2 separate regions of the Mus musculus genome follow, and region 1 is linked to region 2. Evidence: chromatin contacts called from public promoter capture Hi-C data. All regions are on one chromosome and are shown on one strand. The core of a region is the stretch at or near the end of the contact, and the rest is flanking DNA. Distances in the headings are between cores, read along the strand shown.

The links. Promoter capture Hi-C pulls out the DNA fragments that hold promoters and counts their contacts.
Region 1: a promoter capture Hi-C map of liver shows a contact between it and region 2. The contact joins the promoter of Carhsp1 here to the enhancer-like site in region 2. A contact is called at or near these places in 7 of 39 promoter capture datasets (the HPC-7 cell line, cranial neural crest, embryonic stem cells and 3 more), 1 of 15 datasets of contacts at CTCF or cohesin (large pre-B cells), 8 of 484 Hi-C or Micro-C datasets (the G1E-ER4 cell line, Sertoli cells, embryonic stem cells and 1 more), 19 of 115 datasets of contacts at active chromatin or transcription factors (the NIH/3T3 cell line, craniofacial prominence, embryonic basal ganglia and 10 more) and 4 of 9 other capture datasets (adipose tissue, embryonic stem cells, liver and 1 more).

What each region holds. Positions count from the first base shown.
Region 1 is chr16:8,670,861-8,673,560 of GRCm38.p6, reverse strand. Carhsp1 (calcium regulated heat stable protein 1) reads left to right here and starts at 1,408. Exons shown (of 4, transcript NM_025821.2): 1 at 1,408-1,448.
Region 2 is chr16:8,532,141-8,534,889 of GRCm38.p6, reverse strand. The region is part of intron 1 of Abat (4-aminobutyrate aminotransferase); the gene reads right to left. Among named protein-coding and RNA genes, the nearest start is that of Abat, 20 kb to the right of the region's middle. Within about 2 kb of position 1,304, at least 11 of the 459 cell types and tissues checked have an H3K27ac peak or open chromatin away from gene starts, as enhancers often do. A contact at or near this core is called in embryonic stem cells and liver, where this site is marked.

The DNA.
Region 1 (2,700 bases), core at 159-2,658, 140 kb before region 2:
TGTGACTATATACTTCAGTCTCCTCGTGGGCACGTGCCTGGGCATCTGTCTTTTTTTTTTTTTTTCCTTCCTGAATGGTGACTGTACCATTTTCTAGTCCCCCTGCCAGAGAGCCGAGGGAGCCCTTCTCTTTGCCTGAGGAGTTGGCTTTCTTGATTTTGATGGTTCAGCATGCCCTGGGGGTAGGTCTAGAGGGTCTCAGTAGGGATGAGCTATCTCTTGGAAGACTGGGGGCTGCTGCCTACCACACCTACAGGGAACCTCTTTCCCACACCTAGGAAATATGAATTTGACCCTGGGGGGGGGGTCACGCTGAGGGCTTGCTCTCTTTGTTGGCCATGGAGATAGATCACAGCATGTCTCTGTGCCTCAGTTTCCTTTTCTGAAAATTGGAAGAAACACCATTTACTTCCACAGATAAAGTATCTTAAGGGTTTCTATTGCTGCCATGAAAACACCATTGATCAAAAAGCAAACTGGGGAGAAAGAGGTTTATTTGGCTTACACTTCCATGTTTCTGTTAATTATTGAAGGAAGTTAAGACAGGAACTGGGCAGGAGCTGATACAGAGGCCATGGAGGACAGCTGCTTACTGGCTTGCTCCTCATGACTTACACAGCCTGCTTTCTTATAGAACCCAGGACCACTAGCCCAGGGATGGCTCCACCAACAACCAGCTGGGCTCTTTCTTCATTGATCACTAATTGAGAAAATGTCCTATAGTTGGATCTCATGGAGGCATTTCCTCAACTGAGGCTCCTTTTTCTCGGATGACTCTAACTTGTGTCAAGTTGACACACAAAACCAGCCAGTACATAAAGCTTCAGGGATTCAGTAGAAATAAAAATTGAAAAAACATGGGGTTGGTGCCCACACCCATCTCAAATCCATTAGGGAGTCTGAGGCTATCCTGTCTCAAAATCAGCCCACGAAGAATAAATCAATTAGACAATAGAAAACGAACAAAACAACTCCTCCCTCCTCTCATTTTTATATTTCCCTTTCTGTCTCTCGCCTTCCTTCTATCTCTTAATTCTTGAAAAAAAAAAAAAAAAAGGCGCCCGCTTATCTCGAGTCAAGGGCAGGTTGGGGCCGGACTTGTGCTGGGGAGTGGCAGGCACAGCACGCCGAGACCCGATTGTGCCACTTTCCCGGGCACCGGGCCGGCACTGGGCGCCCGCAGACCCGCGAGTGGCGGGGAGAACACCTCCAGCCGCTGCCGAGTCCCCGGCTCCCGCCCGCGGGGCATCAACACAAAGGTCCTGCGGCAGCAGCTGTGCCGCGCTCCTCCTCCCCGACCAGTCCAAGGTCCGGGCCGCGCGTCCATTGGCCCGGAGCTCCAAGGGGCGTGGTCTCACACTCCGCCCTGCCCCGCGGCCACGCCCCAAGTCCCCGATCTTTTCTTGCAGTCGAAGAGCAGCAGCTGGAGGAGTAGGACGTGTCGCCAGGTAAGTGGCTGGTCCTGGGACCCTAGGGATGGGCGTGATGGTGCGCGGGATCTCTGGAGCCGCGGGGACGGGGCCGAGGCCTGCTCTGCACTTTGCTTCCCCTCTGTGGGGCCTTCTCGTTCTCCAGCTCCGTGATGGGTGCCCCCCCACCCCCACCTCCGGGACGTGCTCCAGTCGCCCGGGCTAGTTTGGGGAGCGCGGGTTACTCACCGTCCCCAAGGGGAGACGGGTGGGTGTGGCCACAACACCGATACTTGTCTGACTTCGGTTAGTACTTCTCTCTGGGCCACCTGTTTTTTGAGCGTAGGAGGCGCGCCCTCTGCGTTTTCTGGCGGGCTGGAGGTGCTGGAGACTCGCGGCTAGAGGAAGGCGGAGCTGTCCTCGACGGCCGGGCCTCGCCAGCTGCATGCTGGGCGGCGGGACAGTAGCCAGGCCCGGAGAGGGGGAACCGCCCTGACCCCTCGCGGTTGGCTGCCTGTAGGGAGGAGGAGCGGCAGGGCGCGCTCGCTTGGTGTTTGCGCCAGGATGGGGGCCTTAGGGCACAGAGGAAAACTTCACCGGGACTGGCGGTCCTGTTTACAGGCCGGAAATGCAAGGTTGGGTTTTGCTTTTTGTTTAAAAAAACCAGGCTCTGAGCTCACAGTTTTCTGAGGTTGCAGTTTAGGTCTGTGCAGGGTCAGCTGTAGATTCCCACTTCTCCTTCAGGGCCTGGATTCTGAGAGATGGAGGTGCCCCTTTGCAAAATAGGAGACCCCCCCACCCTTCCCCGCCGATTGGAATAGAGGGAGCTGGCTAGCCTAAGTGTCTGGAGAAATAGGGGCTTTTTAAAAACCTTCCCCTCTTGACCATACTGTTACTTCTTGGTGCTTTTAGTATGTTCTCTCTCCAAGCTGAAGCCAGAGGGAGAGAATGAAAAATAATTGGTCATTAAACCAGTAGTGGTGGGTTATGCCTGCAGTCCCAGCACTGGGGAGGTAAAAAGGATTCAGGATTCAGGTTCAATCGTGGCTCCATAATTAGTTCAAGGCCAGCTGCGGTAAATAACTTCCTTCTCCTTCACAGCACTGGGGAGACTAAGACAGAGGAACTGTCCACAGCAAGATCCTTCAAACCACTTAAAAACTCGAATTACAATCTGTGTCCCATGTTCCTGTTCTTTGTCCTATTAGGCTCGAACTTTCCCACAGGGCCTTCTCTAGCGGCTTTGTGACTCTGACTGTTCATTGTGTCCCTAAGTGATCCTTAAGCCTCA
Region 2 (2,749 bases), core at 55-2,554:
CCTGCCACTAAGACCAAGGACCTGAGTTTGATCCCCGAACCCCACATGGTGGAAGGGGCAAACTGATTCCCATAAGTTGTCCTCTGACCTTCACATGAACAGAGGCACTACCCCACCACATACATACAGCACATACATACAGAATAACAGTGGAAATCCGAACTACAAGGAGAGGAAACATAGGCAGGGTGGGGGTGGCGCATGCGCACCTTTTATCCCAGCACTTGGGAGGCAGAGGCAGGTGAGTTCAAGGTCAGCCTGGTCTACAGAGCTAGTTCTAGGACAGTCAGGGCTATGCAGAGAAACCTTGTTTAAGAAAACAAAACAAAACAAAATGGGGGCGGGGCGGGGAACAGACGATGACTTCTTGAAATCATCCTAAGTTTTTTCATAGAGTAGATAACTTAAAAATTTTTTATTTTGATGATTATTGTATGTATATGAGAGTTTTGCCTGCATGTATGTTATGAACCTCATGTGTGTCAGGTCTCTGTGGAAGCCAGCAGAGGGTGTCAGTCATTCCTAACCCAAGCCAGATCTGGAGTTACACACAGACAGTTGTGAGCCACCATGTGAGTGCAAAGAATCGAACTCGAAGCCGGGCAGTGGTGGTGCACGCCGTTAATCCCAGCACTTGGGAGGCAGAGGCAGGCAGATTTCTGAGTTCGAGGCCAGCCTGGTCTACAAAGTGAGTTCCAGGACAGCCAGGGCTACACAGAGAAACCCTGTCTCAAAAAACCAAAAAAACAAAAACAAAAACAACCCAAAACCAAACCAAACCAAAACAAAAGAATGGAACACAGAACTCAGTCCTCTGGAATGGCAGCCAGTGTTCTTAACTACTAATCCATCTCTCCAGCCCTGCACCGTAACATTTAACAGCAATACATTTAAGTGGACAGCTGTATCACTATTGAATTTAGAAAGTCCACGTATTTCATATGGATAAACAGCTCCTGTAAAACTATTCAACAAGGCTGTTGCTCAACTCTATTGAACGCGGGCGCCTGGGATTAGACTCCACCTTCAGAACAGCTCCAGAATGGTCTTCCTCCCTCGCTTCTATTCCCACCCTCCCCCTCCCCCTCCCCCTCCAGGTCTAAGCTTAGGCTTCCCGCCATGCCACTCCTGCCCCATTTGGACCTTTCTCAGTTTCCTGTGGTCTGTATGCCAAGGTGATCCTGTGTAAAAGTTGACCTGCCTCTGGCCTTAGTCCTGCAAATGGTCCCTGTCCCAGTAGGCTCAGGAGGCTCTCCATGACCCCTGCCACCTGCTTCTCTCCTTCCGGCTCCTCCCAGTCAGCATGCTTCTTGCTGTCCCTACACTATGCAAAGTGAGCCCAACTCCCAAAGTTTTGCTGTTCCCTCTCCACTGTTCAAAAATCTCATCTATGGCCGCCCCCTCCACGGCGCCCTTCTGTCTTCGGCTGTGGTCAGTTCCGCTTTGCTCTGTACTCCCTCAGTTCTTCCTCAGGTAGTAGTTAATGGGGAAGTGTCCGGCCATCAGAGAGTGGGGTCCTGCTAACAACCTGGCTTTGTAGGAGAATCTATCCTTGCGGCTTTAAGTAACCCAGTTAATGTCGCAGCAATCCTAGGAAACCAGTTAGTCAGCTCTTGGTACCTGAAGGGATCTGTTCCAGGGCCCTTGTGAGAGTAAAAGGCTGTGCATTTGAAACCTCAAGTACAAAGCAGGGTAGCATTTTCACAAGACCTGTGAGTGCCCTCCTGTGGACTTCAAATCACCTTCCGCTGACCAATACTAGCTACTGCCACAGGGAGTATGTCTTAAGGCTCCACCCTTCCAGCTCCTCCTCGCTGCTTCCTGTCCGCTAGGAGGCGAACAGCTTTGGACCCCACAGGCTCCGCTCTTGTGATGTTTTTCCTTCTAGGTGGGGCCACGTGACAAGACTGAGCCTTCAGAAACCCCTCCCACACCCAACCCCCGCACCAAAAAAGCCCTTATCTCCTTGTTTGTTTTTTGTTACAGGTATTTTGTTGCGGCAATTTGAGAGGAAATGGCGTGTCTGCCAAAGGGCTGGTTGCAAAGAGAGGAAAGGACATCTCTCTAACCATAGGCTGATGTCCTCTCTCCAGTAGGCCCTTCTGGACACTGGCTGGCCTCCACCGGATGCTGGTGGCTTCTTCCTCATGCTAAACATCACTCCTCGAGTGAGACCTTGCTTAAGGTGGGACTTGATCAAAGCAGCCCCGCCACTTTGGGGCACCATATTCCATTTGTGCTTATCTGTGATTGGTGCACCAATCTTCTCAGGCACGTGGGCTCCACATCTCCCTTGTTCGCCTCTGTTACTGCAGCCTAGCGGCTCCTGCAATGGGGTCACGTGGCAACTTAACAACAGGAAAAATTAAAATCAACGAATGATAACTTCCACTTGAGGCGCTTCCTCCACAAGGTTCATAGACCACTTTTGGTCAGCTGAGACAGGTTTACACAAGATCAGGCTTCCTAAGAATGTCCCTTAAGGGCTGGAGAGATGGCTCAGTGGTTAAGAGCACTGGCTGCTCTTCCAGAGGTCCTGAGTTCAATTCCCAGCAACCACATGGTGGCTCACAACCATCTGTAATGGGATCCGATGCCCTCTTCTGGTGTGTCTGAAGATAGCTACAGGGTACTCATATAAATGAAATAAATAAATCTTAAAAAAAAAAAAAGACTGTCCCTTAAGACACCTGGCTGCCATGAATGCTCCCTTATTCTCCCTGTAATGTGTCCATAATCCCATAAGCAC